Regions from separate parts of the Mus musculus genome. Here region 2 is linked to region 1. Evidence: chromatin contacts called from public Hi-C data. All regions are on one chromosome and are shown on one strand. Each heading gives the region's core, a stretch centred on a gene start, on an enhancer-like site or on the middle of the called end of the contact. The rest is flanking DNA. Distances are from core to core; before and after follow the strand shown. Region 1 overlaps Ext1 (exostosin glycosyltransferase 1). Region 2 overlaps Ext1 (exostosin glycosyltransferase 1).

Region 1 (6,220 bases), core at 1,792-4,291:
TCAAGCCTTGGCCTGGAGGCGCTAAGAGTTTAATCATCTAACCATTGATCAAACAGGCACAATAAAGAGTGATAAATAGGATGTGCTGGAAGTATACTCAGAGAGCATCAGGGTGCGCTAAGATAGAGAAGCATCTAACTCATGAGGGGTGTATCCAGAGGAAATGACACTTGAAATGAATTTTAAAGAACGATAGGATTTAGAGGCAGGGAAGGAGGGGCCCGTGCACAGACGGGGACGGAGAGATTGCAAAAGAGCACAGGGGAATCGAGAACTCAGATCCGAACCAGGAAGGAGCACAGAACGGGTTATTGCAGAAACGTTATTTTAAAATAGATTTCACTCCAGACCAAAGATTTATGACAGAATCTTAGGAAAGTGCTTAAAAAATATGCCACCCTTTTGGTCTTTGTTGATAAGTAGGGTTTGGTATTGTGGTGTTTTCTGTCTTTTTTTTTTTTTTAAGAAATAATTTATTTTGATTTTACGTGTAAGAATATCATGTCTGAGTGTATGTATATAACTCGGCACCATGTAAGGGCCAAGTGCTAAGTGTGAGACCAGAAGAGAGCACTGGCATCAGAGCTTACTGTTGGCTGTGAGCGGCGGTGTACAGATGCTGGCAATGCAACAATGGTTCAGATGCTCCTACATATGGAGCACCCTCCCAGCCCCAAATTGCTATTTCTTTTTTTTTTTTTTAAAGATTTATTTATTTATTATATGTAAGTACACTGTAGCTGTCTTCAGACACTCCAGAAGAGGGCGTCAGATCTTGTTACAGATGGTTGTGAGCCACCATGTGGTTGCTGGGATTTGAACTCTGGACCTTCGGAAGAACAGTCGGGTGCTCTTACCCATTGAGCCATCTCACCAGCCCCCGCTATTTCTTAAAAAGACTTTCCTCCCCGATAACAGAAGTAAATATATAGGAAGCTAGGCACAGTAGCCATGGGCTTTTGTTCTATAATCCTGGCATTAAGGAAGTGAGGGGATCAGGAGTCCAAGATCAACCTTACCTACACACTAAATTCAAGGCCAGCCCGAGCTATACAGAGAAGCCTGGATGAACAATATACCTCAAAACAAAATATGTAAATAGCAGTAAAAATATAAGCGATGTAGTGCATCTCATTGTAAAAGATCATAACTTGGGCTTTCTCTTCGTCCTTTTCCTAATAAGACACAACGCTAACAGTAAAGTATTAAAGGCTGATGCAAAATTAAACAGTAACTTTTTTTTTTCTGTTTGCCATCCATTCTTCATTGCACAAAAACTTGCTGAGCAATGTCATAGGTATCCTTCTAAGGTGCTAAAATCATGACAAAAAAAGAAGTTAACAACCAAATTTACATACAGACGCCACAAGCATTCATAGACATTGGATCTCCCTGTCTTTGGGAAAGAGGACAACAGAAAAACAGAAAAACTATATGGTCATCTGGAGCGGATGTTTCTAAAAGTAGTCACTGGTTTGGACACAGAACTAACCATGATGCTGGAACATGTTACAATACTTGGGCATTCCAGCTCTAATGACTAAGTGTCTCGGAGACCTTAGATTTTAATTATAGCTTTTGTTGTTGCATTTGCTCAAGACTTTCCCTTTGTGGGCTCACCTCTGTCCTACATGACTTCAGTAACCCGAGGCCAGGGTTGCTGGACTTGCTAAGATTTTGTTGGCCTCCCAAAGGAAGGTCACACCATGAATGATGAAACAGATGTAGGGACGGCTAAGAAGTTAGAGCACTACCCAGGAAAAGCCCCAGCGATGGGAAGGGAAGTGAGTGACGGTCATGAGCCCAGTGAGCACTGGTGGGTGTGACCCACAAAACTGACCCTTGCACTATGATGCAACTATGGTAGATCTGTGGTGGGAAAAACAATAATTAGACCCCCAATCCAAATGTAAACACTTCCACAGGAGTCTGCTTAAGGAGGAAAACTCTTCCCACGGGACCTTTTTTAACCATTTTATTTTAAAGAGATCAGAAAGCCTCTCTGTGTTGAAATGTCTCAGTGGGAAGTTCTTTAGTACTGCTTCTTAAAACCGGCCTAACTATGACAATACAGAGGAACTGAGCCAATGAGTGGGAGGGCTTGGTGGGTTACGCCAAAGGCGAGGTTCAGGTCACAGAATACAACAATGTTGGTTTCCTGCAGGATTCGATGCATTTATTAAGATACAGGCGTCTAGTAAGTCTTCACCTTCAGGATAGTACTAGAACACAATCAACCCTCCTTTTGGAAAACTGTTTTCTAAATACCAATCTGCGGACAAACTCGGCAGGGAATGGTGTTTTACACCATTTAATGATTCTAGTGCTAAACCTGAGAAATATTAGCATGGCAGTGTGATGCACATGGTATGCTAGTCCGTTTGGGTTAACGTAAGCTGCAGTAACAAATGAGCCACTATCTCACAGTCATAGAGTTATATTGAGTGCTATAGTCTGCATGCTTTCCATGGGACCCAGGCAACACAATACCTTCCTTGCCTCTAGAATATAATTGCTTTCATGGCAGAGGGAACAGCAAGGAGAATGGAGCGTAATGCTTCTTCAAGACTTTCTTACAAAGTGGGGCAGTTGGCTTCATCTCACCGAGCATAGGCTAGAGCAGGAAAACAGCAGAAGTCAACAGTGTAAGAATATGTTCTGTCCTGAGTTGGGGGATGGGAAATTAAACACGGCGGATGAATGGCTGTAGCATTTTTCAGAACTTAGACAGCAGCTAAAAGAAAGTACAGTTAGGACTTCCAACCCTGTCTTTCCTCCAGACTTGTGATCACCATTAAATTGTGACCGAATCTTCTAAAGAGAAATATAACTCCCGTTCCCATGGCTGTTGTTCCTCATAAAGTACGCAGGATGCAGAATGAAACAGAACCAGAGAGGGTCACAGGACTAATTTTTCCCTTTGCGGTTGGATGTCAAACGGTTTCTTCCAACCCTCAATCATTCTTTCCAGAAGTTCAGCAGCTAGAGAGCCTGCATCGTGGAAGGAAGGGCCTGTCTCCTGCTCTGGCCAGCACAGGCTTCCTGACATCCGTATGGTACTTGGGGTTGGCTAGTGGGAGGAAGTAGTCGGAGAGAACAAAAGACACTGGAAGCTTTGCTACGAAGTAAGTAAGCAGAATTAGACCACTAGAAAGACAGACCTCCGCAGTTCTAAAGGGCATCTGAGGGCTCTGTTTCTTAGCAACATGTGGGAAACACCAGTCCTGTCTAAACCCTCTTGCAGCAATTACTGGTGATGATTTTGCTTCCTGTAAAGGGAGGCCAGGGTGAGCCTGCAACAGTAAGGAAAACTAGTCGACAGCAGAGTGACTCTTAAAAAAAAAAAAAAAAGTTGAAAGCCAGACATGGTGGCCCATTCCCTTAATCTTACTTAGCACTAAGGGGCTGGAGACAAAAGAAGAATCAGGAATTGAAGGCCAGTCCCAGCTACACAGGATGTTTGGGGTCAACTTCAGCCTTTTGAGACAGTTTTTTTTAAATTATATTTCATTTATTACTATGTGTGTATGTAGGTGGGAGTGCGTGTGTGTACTACAGTGTGTGTGTTAGAGGGCAGAGGACAACCTGAACCAGTTACTTCTCTCCTTCCACCATGTGGATGCTACAGATGTGGATGTTACAGATGTGGATGCTACAGATGTGGATGCTACAGATAGAACTCAGCTTCCTGGGCTTGAGAGCAGGAATCATGACTCGCTAAGTGATCCTACAGACCCCTGAAAGAGTTCCTTCCCTTCTCCTCACTGCTTCTCTTTCTCTTTCTCTTTCTCTACTTCCTGGAAGTAAGGAAGAACAAGGGCAACAGCGTGGTGCAATATTTATGGGGTTTTCCCAAAAAATAAGAGTCTGCTGTGGTGATACACACTTATAATCCTAAATACTCAGGAAACGGAGGCAAACTGAGCTTAGGAGCAGAAGACAGTTGTATCAGCCTGGGTAATATACTGAGATTACATCTCAAAGGAAATGGAAGACAAGAGAAGTAAGTGGAGGGGTGCATAGAGGGAAGGAGACCCAATAGATAACTGATCTGGTTTAGTTTCTGGCCACTCCTAAAGACTCATACTCCTAAAAAGGCCAGAGGTGATATTCTCTTATTACTTTGAAACAGCTACCCACCTGCTTAGGATTCAAAATCCCTAAGCCCTACCGATGTCCATCAGATAATTCTTTCCAGACTTCTACATATTTGGAAACTCACATTAGTTTACAAACAAAATGTTAGGGGAACTTTGTAAGCACAGAATTGGTTCCTGAGGTATTTTAAACAGAATCAGAAATGAATCCCCTCACTGGCCAGGAACTTTTGATAACTACTATAATGCAAACAACTAGCAATACTGTACTAGTAAGAACGCCTCTCCGGAGGCATCCAGCCATTCACCTAACGAGGCTTTTAAGTGACAACCTGTACCTAGACTAGTGCATACCACATCAGCTTCATTTGCCCCAAATCAACATGCCAAAGCCATCAGAGCAATGAATGGCCACCTCGCTGGCTCGCCAAAGGCAGATCCATGACTAATATGCTGACCTGACGGAATTCATGAATAAGTTGTTCCTTTAAATTATTGATGGAGCTTGTAGATGAAGGGACAGAGTGTTCTAGTTAGTGACAGCTTTTCATATTGCCTTCATGGCTCGAAAGGTATGGTCAATTCATCAAAAGCTAGAGCTATAGGAGCTTTCCTGTGAATGTTTAAGACCTAGAAAATACAGCCCACAATTAGTAAACAATGACCCAGGCACAAGTTTTAAAATATATCAGAATACGCGTTCATGATATATTGATGTCAACTTTTTGTTGACTTTACTGCCGTGCATGTATGTTTCTGTATAGACGTAGTAGAATGTCTGTGTTTGTGTGTGTGCGTGCATTTGGAGGCCAGAGGTCAGCGTTGGCAGTTATGACTCAGTAGGCCCTTCCCCTTGTTTGTGAAGTTAAGTATCTCACTGGCCTGGAGCTCACCAAGTGGGCCCGGCTTGATGGGCAGCCAGCCCCAGACAACCCCCTGTCTCTTCTTTGGCTCTGGTTTTGCAAGAGTGCACGCCACTACAGTAAGTTTTATGTTTTGTGGGTTCTGGGGATCAAACTCAGATGCTTACGCTTGCAAGGCAAGCACTTTACCCAGTGGGCTATCGTCCCAGCCCCCACTTATGATTCTTCCCTTTGAAGAACCTAAGCTTTCAACTGCACTGACTGATTCTTATTTTGAATGAGGTGTTGTTTAGGAGCACATATTCTCATAAGAAACATAAATACCTGGTGACAATTCCGTGTAGATGATGACAATGTTCACTCAGCCAGAGCAGGCCGTGCTCTGATGCAGGGGTGGTAACCTGTGCTCCATGGGCTACCTGCTTTTATAAATCAACTTCCATTGGAATTCAGCAACCTTCCCTTTATTGTTGTTCTATCTGCTTTTGTGCAAACCCCAGCTGAGTGCAATAGCTACATTAGGTACACTAAAGCCTACAGGGTGTAAAATGTTATCTGGCACTTCAAAGAAATAAAGCTTGTGACTCAGGATGCAGTTCATTGCTCCATCTCCCACTCTGGAGCACTGCCTAGTTTATACCGTGGCTCCCTATGTAGTAGGGGAATGAATGAATTCATGAATGACTCTCGGTTTTGAAAGTAGGGCCGGCCAGCACTTACCACCCATTTAAAAGCTATTGCATCACAGCCTCACAGAAAAGGTCATGCGTGTTGACTCTGTCATAGTGACATATAAGTCAGGCTACTTGAGTCTCAGAGTTCCAAATACATGCGGTTTCAGAACTGAAGCCAGTTGTAAGGCAATGATTGGTTATCCATCACAAAGCAACTCATACTGCTATGAAGACTCGACTGGGGAACTGCAAACACATCCAAGCCAGCCAGTCTCTACAAGCCCAGGTCACTGTTTATCTTGAAACAGAAACAGAAAATGTCAATTGGACAGTGTGTCTTCCACCTCCCAAAGGCTGGCAGTGACTTTGTGGTTGAAGATAACTCTGGAAAACTGAATGGAAACAACAACAACAAAAAAAAAAAAACCCCACACCTAGGCCAGGCGTGGTGTCGCATGCACGCCTTTAATCCCAGCACTTGGGAGGCAGAAGCAGGCGGATTTCTGAGTTTGAAGCCAGCCTTGTATACAGAGTGAGTTCCAGGACAGCCAGGGTTATAAGAGAAACCCTGTCTTGAAAAATAAAT
Region 2 (6,220 bases), core at 2,760-5,259, 48 kb after region 1:
GGCAGGGCTTATCTGTCAGCTCATTTTTGGTAAGCTAGAATTTAACACACCGTCTGCCATGTTGTTAATGATCAAGTTGAAATAAATGGCTAATAAAACAATAAATCACTTCACGCTCAACAGAAATCATAAAACTTTCTCAGTTTTTGTTTACTTAACCTCATGCATTCTCATATCCGTCTGGTTGTGATTTTCTAATTTCTTCAAATCCCAGTCATTCCTTGCACAGGCTCCAACATAAAAACTAGACTCTATAATGTGATAGGTAAAGAGATACCACACCATAAGCAGCAACAAAGATCATTCAACTCTTGTCTTCCTCAAAGACCAGCTGAAAGATACTTATCAGACATGGAGTATGAGTTCAACAGTTTGTGAATGAGTGAGCTGATGATAAATAATGCCACCTTGCAAAAGCTCAAAGTACTATGAGCAGTTCTTTCTAGTAAGTCATCGTGCCAAATTACACATTTCTGTTCCCACCTTGGGTCATAGGGGATGAGAAAAAAAGCAGTATGCCGAAAATGAAGATCTTCCCAGGAATTATCAACTGGGGATTACACAGCCATAATGACATGCTTTGTCTAAAATGGGGATATCCGTCTACATATGGGTGTTTATCTCTCAATCCAGACTTCTATGAGTGTGTTGATATCTGAGTGGGAGAGTAGGCTAAGTGGAGTAGCTTGTCATTGATCAAGAAGTGCAAGACTATCTGTCATTCACTGTCACTCCCAGAAGTAGAGCCAGTTAACATCTTGAGATGCTCACTCTGAAGAGAAAGGAGGAGGCATGGAGGGAAATGGTAGTAGTGTTGGGGAGAATGATTGGCAGTCATCCTTTCTTCCCTAGGCTATAAAAATCCAGGCAACTGAAAGCAAATTAATTATTTCATCCTTATATTTTTTAAAAAAAGGACATTTACACATACAATCAATATGTCAAGGATCATAGAGTCTTCTTCATTCTCTAAACTTATCTCTAAATATTTCTATACGGTCAACCCTCAAAACCATTTCTAAAAACAGATAGGGCCTGCAGAGATGTGGGAGAGGAAGAGAGAATGTGATGGCAGAGTGTCTATCAAGTTTTAAATATACAGTTCTATATTTATATATGCAACATGACAAGTTGACAGAGTCCTCTTCCACAGGCAGAGAGACTACTGATAATTGGATACATTTCCTGTAATAGACACAAGGTAGGCTGAGCTATCAGGGATTCATAAATCTTTATAAATTATAAGCTATCTTGATAAATTTATGTATGTGATATATATATATATATATATATATATATATATATAGAGAGAGAGAGAGAGAGAGAGAGAGAGAGAGAGAGCCCGCACAAGCACATGTACAGAATAAGAATGGACAGGTACAGGACAAAGGGCAGAGAGATGATCATTAACTTGATAATGATATGCTTGTTCTATCAAGGTTATCAGTCTTGATAAATAAAGCAGATGGAACACCTATATCCCACAATACACTTTGCTTCACGAGATGCCTGGTGTACCCTGTGCAGCTATAGCCATGTGACATAGATGTAAACTACAACATCTTATGCTTTCTCTCTCTGTATTATCACCCAGCCTACCCTTCAGGGCCAATCCTTGCAGTGGATGTCACCAGATTCACCCCTCGAGTTCCCACTACAGCTAAGGGCAGAATTCCAAAGCTTCTTTGCATCCCCACTCTCTGGGACCTACATTCTTGATCATTTGAAAGACTTAACTTTGTCAATGAAGCTGAGTCTCTCAAACTTAAATAACTATAGACCACGTGTAAAGAAGAAACTGCCCTCATGGATGAATAATAAACACACAAACACACTTTTTTCTTATCATATCACCATGCATTATGCACTCATGGAAACGTTCTCTTTTAAAAAGGGATTGGAGTTACTGTGACTTGGGATGATGCACTATACTAAAATGATCCATATTGCATTTCAGAGCATAAAATGGAGTCTTTGGACAAAGTCCTATACAGAAGGAATTTTGGTGCATTAATACTCATATATTGGAGTGTGCTTGTCTCTATAATTAAGTTGGACAGGGAAGTTATTAATGATTTCAAAGCCTTGTTTGTAGGCTCATGATAATGAGACCTCCACTCAACCAACCACTGGCCAGGGAGCAATGCCTTTTGGAAGATTTCAATGATGTATTTGGTAAAAATCAGAAGGTATTTTGTTTGCCTGAAGATAAGGCTAGTTTTAATGCACTGAATCCCGACTGAATAGTCCACTCTACTTACTAAGGCTGAGGGTAAATGCAGACAAGCCTGCAGCCTATCAAGGCTAAAATTACCTTCAGCAAATGTGTCAAGCTCTTGAGTCCAAGCTGGTAGGTAGCCCTGGGAGCCTACTCCTAGCATCACTATGGTACTGAGCATCTGCCTTGGGTTCCTGAGTGTGGTACAGATGATTCTCCTCCTGTTCCATTTTCCTATCAACTGCGATGATCTTCCTGACTCCCTGAGCTGGGTTTGGACAGGGACTAATTATAATGCCATATACAAAGTTAAGACATCCACAGCTTTGCTCAGGCTTTGCAGCATCAAGATAACCCAAAACCCACTTTGTGACTGTTGGTAAAATCATCGCCAAGATAAAAATTGAAGAATGATTGGATTTACTTCCATAGACAACCAAGATCTAATGTGAAGCCATGAGCTGGCGTTTAAGACCCAGAGAAGCAGAGTTATGTGCTCAAAGATACCCAATTAGAATGCAATCCTAACCTTTTTAATATCCTTTCATTTACTTACCTCCTCCCTGCAGGCTGGCCTGTCTGTTGTTGGTTGAATCTGCCAAGCTCTTGTCTACTTCAGATTCTCCAGACTGATGACAAGGGATGAGTCTTGCACCTTTGTAAAATGTCCAGTCTACACTCACAAAGTATGACTTGTCAACATACTCCACTGAAAATTGTTTAAAGGAAAAAAAGCAGGTCACGGGTAGGAGGAAGTCCCGTGCACCAGAAGTCCCCTCCCTATTTCTGGATTGTAAGGACGGTCTCTGTGTCTATTCTTAGAATCTCAGACAATGTATGGCTCTAAAACCTCCAGATCCCATCTCTCCCTTGTATGGCATCTCACAAGGCACAAAAAACACTCACTGGTTGCAAAGTTTGGCTGCACCTGTTATTCTTATAAATCAAGCATCACTAAACAAACAAACAAACAAACTAGAGAAAAACCAAAAGAATCAAACCTTGATATTCTAATACCAACAAATGGCTGACTATCAACAAAATGTCACATAGTACCTACTATGTAAACCAGCCTACCCCCCTTGTTTCAGCTACAGTTTAAGCTACTGTGTGTCAGACATCTTCTATGATGGACATATTCTACGAATAGCTTGGAGCAGCCACACTCTAAGTACTAGGTCATCCTCGTAGTCAGGTGACTACTATTTCAACTACTCCCTCCTTCCCTCCTTTCTCTTCATCCCTCCCTCCCTCCCTCCCTCCCTCCCTCCCTCCCTCCCTCCCTCCCTCCCTCCAACACAATCCTGGCGTCTAGCATCCCACCCTGAGGAAGTACCCTGCTTAGCTCACTCAAAAACCTTTTGTAGATTTATGCTTGTTTGGCGTTTTTCCCCAGGGTGGCTGCATGTATTTAATATGATTAACAGCTTTAGTCATTAAACACTGTTTCTTTAAGAGGATTGCATGAGATTACCCATAGGGTCCTGGGCTGAAATCTCAGCACAAGTCCCCAGGAGAGGTAGGTAAAAGAAGTTCATCATAATATAACAACTTCACTTAGGACTTCAAATAATTGATGACACAACCCATAAAAACATTCTTCCTAAACTAATCAAATCATTAAAATGTCAGCTTCCACACAGATACTCCACTGCGTGCCTGCCCTTGGCCCTGATTCAATTCAAATGGAATATTGCTGAAGCGGACGGCTTGATGAAGTCTGTGTTTCTTTATGCTGTCCCCTCCTTGATGGATGCTCATCTCTGCATGCTTGAAGACAGCCATCCCACAAAGCAAAAGTGCTGGCTGAAAGCCAGGAAACAAGACACAAAGAGGGCTCTTGTCATTAGCCCACCAGACATAGTAAAGGCTAGGTTTCTTTCTGTATTCAATGCACTTCAGGGCATTTCTTTAGTGCTTAAAATATGAGGCTAGCAAGAAGACTGTTGTACACTATGCAGAGAGCCCAAGATTCAAAGAAAGAGCAAGGAAGCATGCACACACAACTGGCTTGGGGTTTCCGGTTTATTAAAAGGGCCTGGTACTTACAAATGTTTCCTGTGGCTTGCTCTTAGGGTTATTATTGGTGTTATGAAACACCATGACCAAAAAAAAAAAAAAAAAAAAAAAAAAAGGCAAGTTGAGGAGGAAATGGCTTGTGCTTCCACACTATTCATCACAATGAAAGATAGACAGGAACTCAAGCAGAGTAGGAACCTGAAGGCAGGAACTGAAGCAGAGGACACAGAGGGGTGCTGCTCACTGGCTCTTTGCTTGTACCTGGCTCAGCCTGCTCTCTTATAGAACCCAGGACCACCTACCTAGGGATGGCACCACCCACAATGGGCTGGATCCTCCCCCATCAATCACTAACTAAGATAACATCCTAAAGGCTTGCCTATAGCCAATCTTATAGAGGCATTTTCCCCATTTGATGTCCCTCTTCTTTGATGACTCTCTAAATAGTGTCAGGTTGACAAAAAATTGCCAGTACAGCAGTATAGACTCCAACCTCAACCTCAATCTAACAATTTGCAGAGCACTCCACTAGGACACAGGTTTTTTGTTTGTTTGTTTTTTGTTTGTTTGTTGTTTTTGACTTAGTTGTTCTGAACACCCACTAAAACAATATTGAGCAAAATGAACATATAGTTTTATAGGTCTACATTTTGGAACCAACCAGAAGCCAAAACAAAACAAAAACAAAAACAAAAAACAAACAAAAACCACCTCCTGCCTCTAGTAAGGATCTGAATTCAACGTTTTACTTCCATACACTCCTCTGTGGAGACCTCAAGTTGATTCTTGATTGCTATCCTATGCATTATGGTAACCCTGAGAGACCTGAACTACTTAAATTTAAAACAATTATGTCTTTTTAGCTTAGAGAATGTTCCCAGGATCACAGATAGTTTCCAAATCTACAACATAGAACATAATACCATCTTCATGTGGAACTATCAAAATCACAAGGTCTGAGAAATGGCTCAGAGATAAAGATCATATACCACTTAGAGTAGACAAGTTTGGTTCCCAACATCCATGCTGGGTAGCTCAAAACCAACTCCAAGGGATCCAACTTCCTCTCCAGGCCTCCACAGATACCTGTACTCACAGGCAAATACACACACACACACACACACACACACACAGAGAGAGAGAGAGAGAGCGAACATACACATACAACACATAATTTAAAAATATAATATAGCTTTAAAAAACAGGCTAGAGAAGCAACTTTTCTTTAGGGTGATCTCTAAGTTAAACTCACTATACTTGTAACTATTTTAATTCAAGGTATGCTTGACCCCAGTGTCCTCTGACATTCCTTAAGATGAACAAGTATTAGCACACAGATGAATGGGAATACACACACAAATTCTATGGATCAAAAAATTTCAGGAAACCTTTTTTAGCACTCAATATTTTTAGCACTCACCTTGCCATATGTTTCTGTTTCTAAATATTTTACTTTATTTATGGATGCATATGTGTGCCTACATGAACATATGCTATGTGTATTCAAGTGCCCAGAAAGGCCAGAAGAGGGCACTGGATCTCCTGGAGCTGAAGTTAGAGGCTGTTGTGAGCTGCCTGCAATGGATGCTGGGAATGAAGAGACATCTGCAAGAGAAGCGAGCACTCTTGACTGCTGAGACATCTCTCCAAACCCAACTCCACCATATGTCTGTAGGAACTGAACATTTATCAAGCTCTGATCAATACATTCCAGGGAGCACATACTATATTCTATCTCCTTTAGAAAGCATGCAAGGTTTTATCCCCTTTTTTTTCCCCATCTGTTTCTATGCACTAAATGTGAAAATTCAAAGCTCCACTCAAATGCCACCTGCACCAGGACCTTTTTACCTGTGCAAGAACTGGTCTGCTTACAGCCAGTCACATTCATCACAACTGTTAACATCCATCAAGTTGTGTTTTATGAAGATCCTCTTACAGAAGGTTCACAACACTGTTAGGTATGGACTATTTCCATCTAAC

Evidence for each region. A called contact is a pair of places that touch in the nucleus more often than the background predicts.
Region 2: a Hi-C map of neural progenitor cells shows a contact between it and region 1, with 1.5 times the contacts expected there. The contact joins two enhancer-like sites. A contact is called at or near these places in 1 of 15 datasets of contacts at CTCF or cohesin (the NIH/3T3 cell line), 9 of 484 Hi-C or Micro-C datasets (the N1E-115 cell line, the Patski cell line, adipose-derived mesenchymal stem cells and 5 more), 2 of 115 datasets of contacts at active chromatin or transcription factors (embryonic fibroblasts and embryonic stem cells) and 3 of 9 other capture datasets (adipose tissue, liver and pancreatic islet).

The regions. Positions count from the first base shown.
Region 1 is chr15:53,137,375-53,143,594 of GRCm38.p6, forward strand. The region is part of intron 1 of Ext1 (exostosin glycosyltransferase 1); the gene reads right to left. Among named protein-coding and RNA genes, the nearest start is that of Ext1, 210 kb to the right of the region's middle. Within about 2 kb of position 3,042, at least 117 of the 459 cell types and tissues checked have an H3K27ac peak or open chromatin away from gene starts, as enhancers often do. A contact at or near this core is called in neural progenitor cells, where this site is marked.
Region 2 is chr15:53,184,777-53,190,996 of GRCm38.p6, forward strand. The region is part of intron 1 of Ext1 (exostosin glycosyltransferase 1); the gene reads right to left. Among named protein-coding and RNA genes, the nearest start is that of Ext1, 160 kb to the right of the region's middle. Within about 2 kb of position 4,010, at least 16 of the 459 cell types and tissues checked have an H3K27ac peak or open chromatin away from gene starts, as enhancers often do. A contact at or near this core is called in neural progenitor cells, where this site is marked.